2 separate regions of the Arachis hypogaea genome follow, and region 1 is linked to region 2. The links are chromatin contacts, called in public Hi-C maps. All regions are on one chromosome and are shown on one strand. The core of a region is the stretch at or near the end of the contact, and the rest is flanking DNA. Distances in the headings are between cores, read along the strand shown. Region 1 holds the start of LOC112764483. Region 2 overlaps LOC112765689 (a long non-coding RNA gene).

Region 1 (6,005 bases), core at 1,369-3,868, 170 kb before region 2:
AAAAAATACCATTCCATTTATAAAATATTGTTAGCCGCCTTTCACGTACTTAATTGGATAAATAGAGAGTTTAAGAGCACCTCCAATGATGAGTTCTTCTTTTGATTTTTTTCTGACATATAGGAACTCTAACCATTGGAGGAGAGAAGGAGTGAATTCCCGTACAAGGATCAAGGTAAAGGAGTCCCTCTAAGCGGGGACTCAAATTAACCAATAATAACTTGCTAAATGGCAAGTTATTATAAAAAAATAATAATATAAAATCTAAAATAATTAAATAATTAAATAATAATTAAATTAGTAATAATTATAATAAAAATTATATTAAATAATTAATTAGATTAAATAATTAAGTTTTTATTTAATTAATAATTTATATTAATTATTTATATTATAATTAATATTGAATATTATTTATATTATTATATTAAATTATAATTAATTAAATTTACTTACATTAAAAAATAAATTTAATTTTTATACCTTATAAAATAATGTTTAGTTGAGTTGGTTATTTTTATTTTTAAAATTTAAAATGCTAATGATATTATTAAAATTAGCAGTTGTAAACACAAAACTATAAATTAGTATAATCTCGAATTATATATTGTGTATTATTATTATTATATATGAATTTATTTAATATTAATATCTTTTAATAATGAATTATTTTTAAATTTATAAATTTAAATAATATTATTGAAAAAATTAATTATATTAATTTTAAGTATTTTAATTAATTAATTAAGTAGGACCACAATAAAGACTAAAGTTAGTTCTTCCTAATGGAGAAGAGAAAGATGCTTTGAGTTCATATTTATTGTTTATGACGTAAAAGCTGATGTGGAGTTACTTTTTATGACAGGTGGGTCATAAACAGAAATTGGGATGAGTTCTCTACTCGAGATGGTCTAATAAAAAGTTTAATTTTCATGTACTTAATTAGATATTAGCTTTAGAAGAGATTTGCATTGACTATTATTGGCTAACAATGGATAGAAATTAAATTCCTATTAAAAGTGGTTTATCAAAATAATAATAGTGATTCCAAACTTTCCTACCACCACTTTCCGTAATATTTTTCTCTTCTCTCTATTATTGAAAAATATTCTGTCCCCCTCAAGAATGACGATTGAAGTCGAAAGCTGCTTTTTAGCATCCGTAGTAATAGACTTTGGAAGATGATAGGAAGAAGAAAAGAATGAATTAATTTTTCAAACAAAACAAATTTTAATAATAAAAATAAGAAATTTGCATTTTTCTATTTGGTTAGGTGATGATGAGAAAGGGTATCTGGAAAGAAAAGAATTCAATCGACACTGCAAAAAAGAAAATCCACTGAGGTGGAAAACCAAAAAAAACTCTCCCTAAAGAAAAGTGCTAAATCAAAAGAAAGGATAATCAAACGCATACATGGAAGAAGTGTACGTATTATTGTAGTATATTAATTCAGAAATATAATACTAATACTCCAAAATTACGAAGCTGCTGAATTATTATTATTATTATCATTATTATTATTATTATTATTATTGAAAAGAAAAAATGAGAGAAAAAGAATAGGCATGAAACCTGGACACCGTTAGGCGAGTTCATGGAGGAGAGGACTCGGACGTAGGAATCGTTCTCGGGCAATGGCCGAGGCTGGAAGATTCTAACGGCGGCGATTTTAGGCGCGGAATTCAACAGCGAGAACTTGTACGTGTCTGAATCCAACGGACTATGCAAGAACAGATCGGAATTCGGGTACTCCTTCAGAATCATCTCTATTATGGACGGTCCTGTGAGTTCGAACCTTCTAGCACCTCCAACCAAACACACCGCCATTCTTGATCGCAACAACTCCTCCTTCGAAGGCGAAGGAGGAGAATCGTCGTCCATTATGGCGGTGGTGGTGGTTCCCAAAGGGAACCTGATACTCATAAAGTGGCGGACCGGGTAAAAGGCGGAAAAGTTTGTTAAAGTGGTTGGGTTGGGAAAAGAAACGAACATGAAAAATAAAGAAAGGGGTAGTGCCATTATTAACACAAGGAAACGCCAATCAAGATTCCAACCCAGTTTCGTAAAGGGCATGGAAATTTTCCTCGGGCTCCGCAGCATCTTTTTCTCTTTCTTTTTCGGTTATGGGTTCTCTCTAACTAACTGATTTGGTTTTAGGTACGGTTATCACGGTTACTACTACTGGTAGTTTGGTTTTTTGGTGATGATGATGCGCTTCTCCTTCTTCTTCCCCTGTTAATTGCTCGGTTCATCACGTGGTGTGCAATGGATGCGATGAAATGAAAAGAAGGAAGCTAGAGAGAAAATGGAAGGAGCATGTTTACACTTATCAACATGGCTGTTACCACACGCATATTTGGCTGGCTGGCTTTGATGACCTACCATCTCAGACTTAGAATCAGAAAGGAAGAATGAAAGAAAAATGGAATTGAATTTTCAATTTTGATTTAGTCATCGTCGTTCAGCAGCTTGTTCCCAGTTGCGCAGACATTTTTATTGTTTTTGTAGAAATAGCAATAATATTATTATTTTAAATTAATATTCAACCCGTAATAATTTATATTTATATTTATAAAAATTTGTATTTTATAATTTATACAAATAAAATATATAATTTATATTTATATTTATTAATATTATATTGACTAAATATTAATAAAAATTATTAAAAGTGTTGACCTTCAAAATTTTTAGATGGGAAAAAATCTCTATATTAAACCCCAATATTAACAAAGATTATTAGCTATATTATAAATAGGGTTCAATTTTAATGTGTGTAAAGAGCTTTATATTATACCGTTATTCTATCATATCTATGTGTTTAAATTATTATTACATAATAAATTAAAAATTTATTATTTTTATTAATATAATAATACACAAATAACGCGTAAAAATTAAATTAGTCTAAAATGTTATTTGTAAAAATTGTCTATTCTCAAATTGTGCCAATTATTATAGTCGTATCCAATTAAATGCTTAATGATTGATTTTGTTTGATAATTTCTTTTTGTTTACGGAATTATTTCAATAATTTTCTTGAAGTAATAATAACAAATAATAACTGAGATCATCATACCCTCTTCATTGGGGAATAGTTTAAGACTTTCTGGCCTCCTATAAGCTAAGGTCGTCTCCCCTCCCAAATAGTAATTAGAATTTAGAAATCAAAGCAAAAGTGGAGTTATCAGATTAGGCATGAGTTTAACACCTAATAGATTTTCGAAATGGAAAAGAGAGATAAGCTTTTGTTATTATGCCACACATAAACTGCAATGAGGTGTATGTGGGCACCACTTAGATGTATCCATCTCAACAATAACACATCAATGAACTATTCAATAATCAACACTTTAATCAAATAGTATGTTTATTTATATTTTATTTATTATTTTATTATAAAACAGTTATTCTCATTGAGTCACCCTTGAATCAATTAGATTAATAAATTAATAAATTAATAACTAAAATGATTCAATAATTGATTCAATTTTTAGAATTTTGTTAATCAAGCAATCACTAAAAAAAAAAAAAAAACTATATAAATTTTGCATGCTCTATTTTAACATCTGATTCGGCATAAATCTCAACCCGTTACGATTGAATTGATGTTCATTTATAATTACAACTATTAAAAAATCTTGAAGATCAGTCATTTTTAATAATTTTAATTAATATTAATGAATATAAATATCAAATTATCTTTAATAAATAAATTTTATTAATTTATACGTGTAAATTTTAATAAATATAAATTATATATTTTTTATATATAAATTTTTAATTATAAATGTAAATTGTTATAGATTAAGAATTCGTTTAAAAAGTTTTAAAAGTAATTTTTTAGTTTTTTACTTATAAAGAGTAGTAATATTAATATTTAGTATAATTTAAAATTAAATTATGATTTTTTAAGAGATTATTTAAAAATTTATAGAAAAATTAAAAAAAATTATAATAAAAAAATTTTTATGATATTTTTTTTAAAATAAACATTTTTAAAATTAAAAATTCAAACACAAAATAATTTATTTATAAATTATTTTTAATATAACAATTTATTGTTTAAACTAATTTTTTAAAAGAATTTAATTAAATTATTTATCTAAATTATACCTAAATACTGATCTAAAATAACTATATGTAGCATTGGTTCAGCTATATGTAGCATTATTTTTATTTTATTTTATTTTTTCAATCGGATCTATAAATGTGGAGCGGTTGGTAGAAAACCACGTGCAATAATGATCAAAGTCAGATTATGAAGAACTACTTGATCATTTAAACAGAATCAATGCTCTCTTGATTGTGGGGTAGAATATTTGGCTGCGTTTGTTTTTTGAGATTGGGGAAAAACCCGAGGATTGGAACTGAATATTAATATTGAAGTTAGTAATTAAAGATTAAAAGTAAAATTTAATTATAAAATTTTAATTTTTTAAATATTTTTAAAAAATTAATATTTTTTTAAAATTATTATCATTTAATTTTTAAATTTTAAATTTATTTTATAATTTTTATATTTATCTTAAATAAAATATAATATTAAGACATAATTTATTTTTTTTCCCAATTTCTATCTCTATTTTAAAGGTAACCTTAGTGTACTAAGAGGGAAGAGGTAAATAGATGCAAAAAAATTGTAAATGAAAAGGACTATACTTCCTTAATTTCTATTTTTTCTTTTTCTTTTCCCCCCTTTTCTCTCCTAATTTGGACAGCTTTTCCCACCGGAAGATGCTAGTAGAACTTTACTTAAATGATATGCTTCATGATAATGTGTTATTTTGCCTGTTATATTCTAACATGGTAATGTGTGAAACTCTGAGGTTAAGACAAACGGTAAATTTTTTTTTGAGTAAATTGGTAAGGTAATAAAATATATAGGAGCTGAATTATTATTAAATTTATTTTTTATCTCATTTATGTTTGATTATTTTGAGTCAAAGATAATTAGACTTTTACCTTTTTATTTTACCAATTCCCTTGATTGAAATGAATTTGATCTAAAAAAAGAAATACCCTTTTGACAACGCGGTTACCTCAATTATATTTCAGTTTTTTGTAACCTATTAATAATAGATTAGTTTTGTTGAAACATGAAAGTTGAAACCATCCACGGATTTCTTTAGCACGTCGATTAACTGTTGATTGCTTTTGTCATTCTTGGAGACGTGGAGTCTGGATTTGTTTTTTGAGGTAACACTATTTTAGACATACAAAAATATTTAAAAATAATGACAATTATAGTTCTCTACTATCTGTTCCTACTTGATCAATTTAAAAGTATCATTGTCAATCTACACGTATAGTCACGACAAATAGTGGAGGAAAAGAAATAGACCATGCATTATATTATCCGATTTAGATACATTATAATAATAAAAAAAATTAGAAGTTATCAGAATTTATTATGTTTTATTAGTAGTTAGTTATTAATATTTAAAAATATAAATTAAAATATATTATTAAATTATTAAATTATAAAAATTAAGTTAACAACTAAAAATAATGACTAAAAAAGTAAATTTTGATAGTCCTCTTTAATATCTTTTTATAATAATATCTATTATCTTAGTTCACACCAAATTAATTGACTTTAATTTTATAAGTTGGTGGTTAAGAAATTAAACCTTTCATTATGATTTGTGAACATTATTCTTATATCCAAAATTTCAAATAGGTGTTAACTTAGACATAATTATTATTTATAAATTACATTATATCATTGTATAAGAGAAGTGCTGCTGTTAAGTGCGAAACTATTTGTTGTCAAAATTAGTATTTAAATAGGTTAACATATATACACTACTAAACGTTATTCTACATAGTTTTTAAATTTAAAATTAAATTAATAAGATATTTGTGCTTCACGGATAAAATAAATGAAGACTACAATAACATGAATAATGTAAATGTATTTTAGATATTGTTTGGTATAAAAAATAAAAAAATATTGTTATAATTTAGAGAATTACATATAAATTTTGTTTTTCACGAATAAT
Region 2 (6,177 bases), core at 2,347-4,846:
TCAACCTCTTGCAGCATCCATGGCACGCACCAAATCTTCCACTCGCCATTCTGCTGCTGCCACACCTGAACTGAGTGCATCGCGCCCTAGTTCTTTACATGGAAAGTGACCACTTGTTGAGTAAAAGGAAACCCATGAAGGCACTCCACCTCCTCCACCCAAATCTCGTGGTATGGACTCTGGCTTCTCTCTTCATCCCATCTCTGAACCCAAGTTGCATGACCCAAATTCTTTCAAATCTAAGTTTATCAAGCTTTCAAAAGTAAACTTTGATTCCAAAAAGTTTTTAAATATGACAAATTGGTTTTTTTTTTTTTTTTCACAAAAACATTGTTGCTCGAACCATGGTTTCCCCCAAACTAATTTCTCTTGAATCTTCGACTGAAAAGGGCCTGGATTTCGTTCATATTTTTGAACGCCAAGGATGGGTACCTCCAGGCTCCATTTGAAATTTGTGACAAGGTATACCCTGACTTGGTAAGGCAATTTTATGCCAATATGACTTATCAAGATGCTCGAATTATTTCATATATCAAAGGTCAAGTAATTATTTTAGATAAACATTGCATTGGGAAGCTCTGGGTTCTTGAGACTCTGGAATCAACGTTTTTACTTTTGAAAAATGGGTTTCTGATTTGAACATTAGCCTCAGCACTACCGTCCGCATTATATGTAACCAGGTTTCTCTTTTCTTTGGCCTCACTCCTACACACCAAGCCCTTGGCCCCATTAATGCACAACTCCATCGCATTGCCACACATTTCATACTTTCTCAAAGTGAATTTTTACATCGGATAACCTTGTGTGACACTCTGGTCACGTATGCACTCATCAAGGGATTCTAATCTCCTTAGCATATCTCATGATGAGACATATGTATGAGTGTGTGAAGAGTGAGAAAAATGCTGGCTTACCTTATGGTCTATTTCTTTCAAAAATATTTGCATTTCATAATGTTGATTTATTAGCTGAAAATATCAAAATCCATAATTCATTCTTGAAAGGAGGTCGTGGCGTAAAAAGAAACATAAGAGGTCAACCCACTGAACTTCCGAAAGACTTCTAGGTACCAGACTCACCCACAGATCGAAAAAAGAGGACCCCGGGAAACAAGATTAAAATTCTCTCTAGCATTGTAAAGGATGTGCTCCATGAGGTGTCTATCCTCACAGACTTGATGCTTACACGCACTAAGATGCAACGCCGAGTTGAAGCTGATCTAGAGTTGAAGATTCGAATGTCAAAGCAACGTATCGGCGTCGTGGAGTAGTATTTTAAGGAGCTCAACGACTTTTCTTACTTCTCGGAGGTCGAAGAAGAGGAAGAAGGAGGTTCAGATGGGGGATCTGAGTCTGATGCCTAGTGGATATTTCACTGTTGCTGCTACTGTTTACCTTTTATGAGATTTGTTTCTTTATATCTCATTTTCTGTTCTTTTGGATAACTAAAATGACTTACGACCACTTTTTTTATTTTTTTCTTAGACTTCTTCCTGCTGCAGGTTCTTTTTAGTCTCCTCCCTTGATGACAAAGGGGGAGAAAGTAAAGTGTATAGGTTAAACTGTTGGTTGTTTTTTGCTGGTTCTTTGGTTATGTTATTGTTAATTCTAGCTTGTTATGTTCTTTGGCTAATACTGTTGCCTATGTTCTCTATCTTCTTCTTGACATTTTTTTTTTGGTAATTATCTCCGAATGCTGTATTAGATTACTTTATTTAGCATTAGCTCTATGCTTGCTGTTTAGTATGATGTTCATGTTCCTTGGACTATTACTCTTGATTGATAAGTGCTCATAAACAGGGGGAGCACAATGAATTTCAAGGAAGTCTCGCTATATTCTTTTAAGTTTAATTATGTTTGTCATCAAGGGAGAGATTGTTGATTCAAGATTTAAGTTGTACCTTTTGATGACAAACATACTTAATTATTTCCTATTATAAATAACTTTATGATTAAATATTGTAGGAATCAATCAAGGAGATTCATATCAAGATAGGAAAGACATTGCAAATCAAAGGAGCTATAAATGCTTTTTAAAGAAAAAAACTAGGACAGCTGCTGCACATTTCAATTCAATGAAGAAAATATCCTTTCCCTTCTTATTAACGTACTGCACATCTGATTTATTGCCATAAGTTTAGAGAACACAAAAAGGAAGGCTTCCTCACTGATTGTCCTCGGTTGGGTGCCCTGAGGTGTGCAACGGCTAGTCAAAGCAAAAAAAAAATTTCTCCTACATGAAGGAAGCTCAGGTGATTGGATGTAAAGAACAGACGGGCTTGAGAATTACATCTGATTTGAAACACACAATCATCATTCCTTTTTTACATGTGTTCTTGTTTTATCTTTGTCTAGAGTTACGCCTTTCATTGAAGTGATACAAAAGGCAAAGAAAAGTGTGAATACAAAAGCCAATTAAATTTTGTTTGAAGGTCTGATTTCGAGATAAGTGTACTAGGATTGATTGCACTTGATTCTCCTTAAATGGGTTGGGTTAGCATCTAGGTGAGTGACTAAGTTTGAGATTGCCTAGGAATTTTTACAAAAGTGACTCTCTTAGTATTAGCGGTTGTAGTTCAATCTGATCATAGTGAAATTTTATCATAGTTGTGGTAAAGACTGAACATAGGTCACATTGCACTTTGTGACCGAACTAGGATATATCGTGGTCTTATTCTTGTTTCCTTCTACTCTCTTCATATTATGTTCTACTAAGCACGAGACAAAAACATATTTTATCTCATGAAATCAGATTTTTGCGCAATTGATTTTTAGCATTAAAAGTGATTCCTTGATTCTACCCCTTTTCTATATTCACTTGCGAATTTTCAGTGGCCAACTAATCCTTATTGGCAGAATGTGGGTAGATTTGGTTAACCTGTCGACTATTATTCGCACAGCATCGTAGCCAAAAGATGTCTTAGGTAATCTTACAACAAAGTCCATGGATATACTATTCCACTTTCATTTTGGGATCTCTAGAGGCTGAAGTAATCCTACTAACTTTTGGTGTTCTATCTGAACCTTTTAGATCATGGTACATCTTGGTTTCACCAGGATGCATGGTAAACCTGCTGTAGTGTGCTTCTGATAAAATCTAATTTTTTAACTCTTCATGTCAAGTACACATAATCTCCCTTCATACAACACAATATCCTTGTCATCTATATTGAAATGATCAATATTTTTTCTTGAAAGCTTAATCTTGAGGGAGAAAGGAAATTGATTATTCTCGAGTTAGTCTCACTTGTTCCCTAAGATTAGACTCAATTTTAACTTTGCTAGCATATAAGCAATGAGGTTATAATGACACCGAAAATTTTAGGTTTCTAGATTCCTTCAATAACTTATACTCCTCTATTATCATTGAAGGCATGTGTAAAGATTTTCTACTTAAAGCATTAGCTACTGCATTAGCTTTTCCAACATAATATTTAAGTTCAAAATCATAATTTTTTAGAAACTCTTTCCATCTTCTTTGACTCGTGTTCATTTTCTTTTCATCAAATAAATATTTTAAACTTTTATGGTCTCTATACACCATAAACTTTACTCCATACAAGAAATGTCCCCAAATTCTTAATGCAAACACTATTACTTCTAGTTCTAGGTCGTGGGTTAAATAGTTTTCCTTATGGGATCTAAGATGCCGAAAAGCATAGGCTACAACCCTTTTTTGTTGCATTAGGATACATCTTAAACCTTTCTTAGACGTATCACAATACACTACAGAACTTTGCTGAGGACTGGGAATTATTAAGATAGGAATGGATGTAAGCCTACGTTTCAACTCCTGAAAGCTAGCTCCACGACTTTCACCTCATAAAAAAGGTTAGTTTTATCTAGTCAACCTAGTCAAAGATAAAGCTAGTCAAAGATAAAGCTAGTTGAGGAAATCCTTTAATGAATCACCTATAATACCCTACTAACTCTAGAAAACTCCTAATATCAGTTATAAACATTGGTTTTTTGACTTTTTTCCAATGTAACACTGCTTCAACTTTATTCGGATCAATTGTTACCCCACTTTTGGTAATCATATAACCTAAGAACTTGACCTCATTCAACCAAAACTCACTCTTTTCAAGCTTAGCATACAATTGTGTCTCCTCTAGAATCTATAACATAATTGTAAGATGTTGTTCATGTTCTTTTTCAGTTTTACAACAGATAATAGGGGTGTGCATGGCATGGCCCGGCCCAGCTCGAAGACCCGACCCGGTTCCGAACACTTTAGGGGTTAATTTGGTGTGATTTCACCGGGTTTAGGGTCGGGTAAGGGTCTCAAAAATAGACTCGGTTATTATTTCGGGTCGGGTCCGGACCATGGTTCGGGTCACCCGAACTCGGCCTGGTAGCCTGGTCATTATACACAATTAATATTTTGTGTTATTAGTAATGAATGATGGCTATTCTTACGTGGAATTTAAGTATTGTAAACCTTAATATTTTGTGTTATTAGTTATTATAAGACTATAAGTTAATATTTTATGTTTAAAATGCATATGATTTTAGACTAATGCATAATATTATGTTATTTGTATTGATTTAAATATTTGGTGTTATTAGATAATATTAGTATTGATTATGGTTATGCTTTAATTTTAGAGAAGAGTTAGTTCTTGTTATATTTTTCTAAATGAATTTTACCATGTCAAATAATGGTTGGATTTTTGAAAATTTGAATATTTTTACATGCTAGCTTATAAGAAAGTATCAAGGTAATGCAATGTAAACGACCCAGTTTTTATCCGGTATAATCGTGGTCCGAAAATGTATAGATTTCATCGGGTCTAGAGTCGGGTTCAAGTCTAATAAATAGGCCCAGTATATATTTCGGGTCAGATCTGGGTCACCTCAAACTCGGTTTCACCCGCCCCATGCGCACCTAGACAAGAATATCATCTTTAAAGACTACTACAAACTAATGCAAATATAGTCTACATATTCTATTCATATAATTTATGAATACTGCAAGAGCATTGGTCAACCTAAAAAGCATGACAAGATATTCATAATAATTATATCCAATTCAATGACAAGATATTCATAATGATAATCAGACTTTAAATTTATTTTGGAGAAAATTGAGGCTATATCATCTTAGATTTTTTAAAATTAAATAATTAGTTATTTAAAAAAATTATTTTTAATAAAAATAATTAAATAAAATTTTTTGATTAATAAAATTTAATTTAATTATGAATTATTCTATTATTTTAAATTATTTATTAAAAATTATTTTAATAGTTAAAGTTTAAATTTATTATTATTATTATTATTATTATTATTATTATTATTATTATTATTATGGAACAAATGAAAAAGAAAGAAAGTGGTCGAAGCCATCAAAGAAACAAAAGGAAGAATGTTTATGAAAACATGGCTTGCATGCTTTATATATGTATATATACTTATGACACATGTCTTCTCATTTAATAAATCAACGCCACTTAATCAAGAATCAATGAATCATTATATTTCATTTTCACTTCTCTTTATTTTGTCACCGAACTTGGAAAAGAAAGAAGGAGAGACCATGGGTGAGGGAGGAAACCGTGACTCTTTTGATCTTCCAAGTTTGATTTCTTGAGTTCCGTAATTTTAATAAAAAGTTTAATCCGATAAAAATGTTTGTATTTTTTTTTTATGTATTGGCATTATTTTTGTCCGGTAGAAGTTGATGGTAACGTAGTTCCTCTCCCTCTTGAGTTTAGTCAATTGGAGTTTAAAGAGGCAGAGACGATTTCTGACGTTTTTTTTTTCAACAACTCAGTCAAAAAATTTCTTCAGAATTTTTGTTGTTTTGATTTCATACGGAGGTAGGGTTTAGTAACTTTATAATAATTAAATGTGAATTTGATAAATGAATGTTGATTTGGTTGATTATTGTTTGAGTTTGAATGAGTTTATGTTGAATTATTATTGTTACTTGTGATTTGTTGGTTTGGCTATGAAGAACAACTCAGCTGTGGTTGTTTTAATGATTTTGGGACTGTTGTGATGTGGTATTTTGAGACAATTGATGAGATTTGGTGGTTGAAAGATTAAATTAAAAGCTGAGAAAAATTGGTAACTGAAAGACTCGAAAACGGAATAAAATACAATATTTTGAAAGGAAAGGGTTAAGGATTTCGGTTTTGGTATAAAAGAAAGATTAGTAATTATATTTTATTTT

The links. A called contact is a pair of places that touch in the nucleus more often than the background predicts.
Region 1: a contact with region 2 is called in a Hi-C map of leaf, with 2.5 times the contacts expected there. The contact joins the promoter of LOC112764483 here to the enhancer-like site in region 2. A contact is called at or near these places in 2 of 8 Hi-C or Micro-C datasets (both in leaf).

Annotation. Positions count from the first base shown.
Region 1 is chr17:104,139,254-104,145,258 of arahy.Tifrunner.gnm2.J5K5, reverse strand. LOC112764483 reads right to left here and starts at 2,618. Exons shown (of 2, transcript XM_025810120.3): 1 at 1,573-2,618. The coding sequence starts at 2,100.
Region 2 is chr17:103,971,405-103,977,581 of arahy.Tifrunner.gnm2.J5K5, reverse strand. LOC112765689 (a long non-coding RNA gene) reads left to right here. Exons shown (of 2, transcript XR_003183873.3): 1 at 1-170; 2 at 1,005-2,616. Among protein-coding and RNA genes, the nearest start is that of LOC112765689, 3.3 kb to the left of the region's middle. Within about 2 kb of position 3,596, at least 1 of the 3 cell types and tissues checked has open chromatin away from gene starts, as enhancers often do.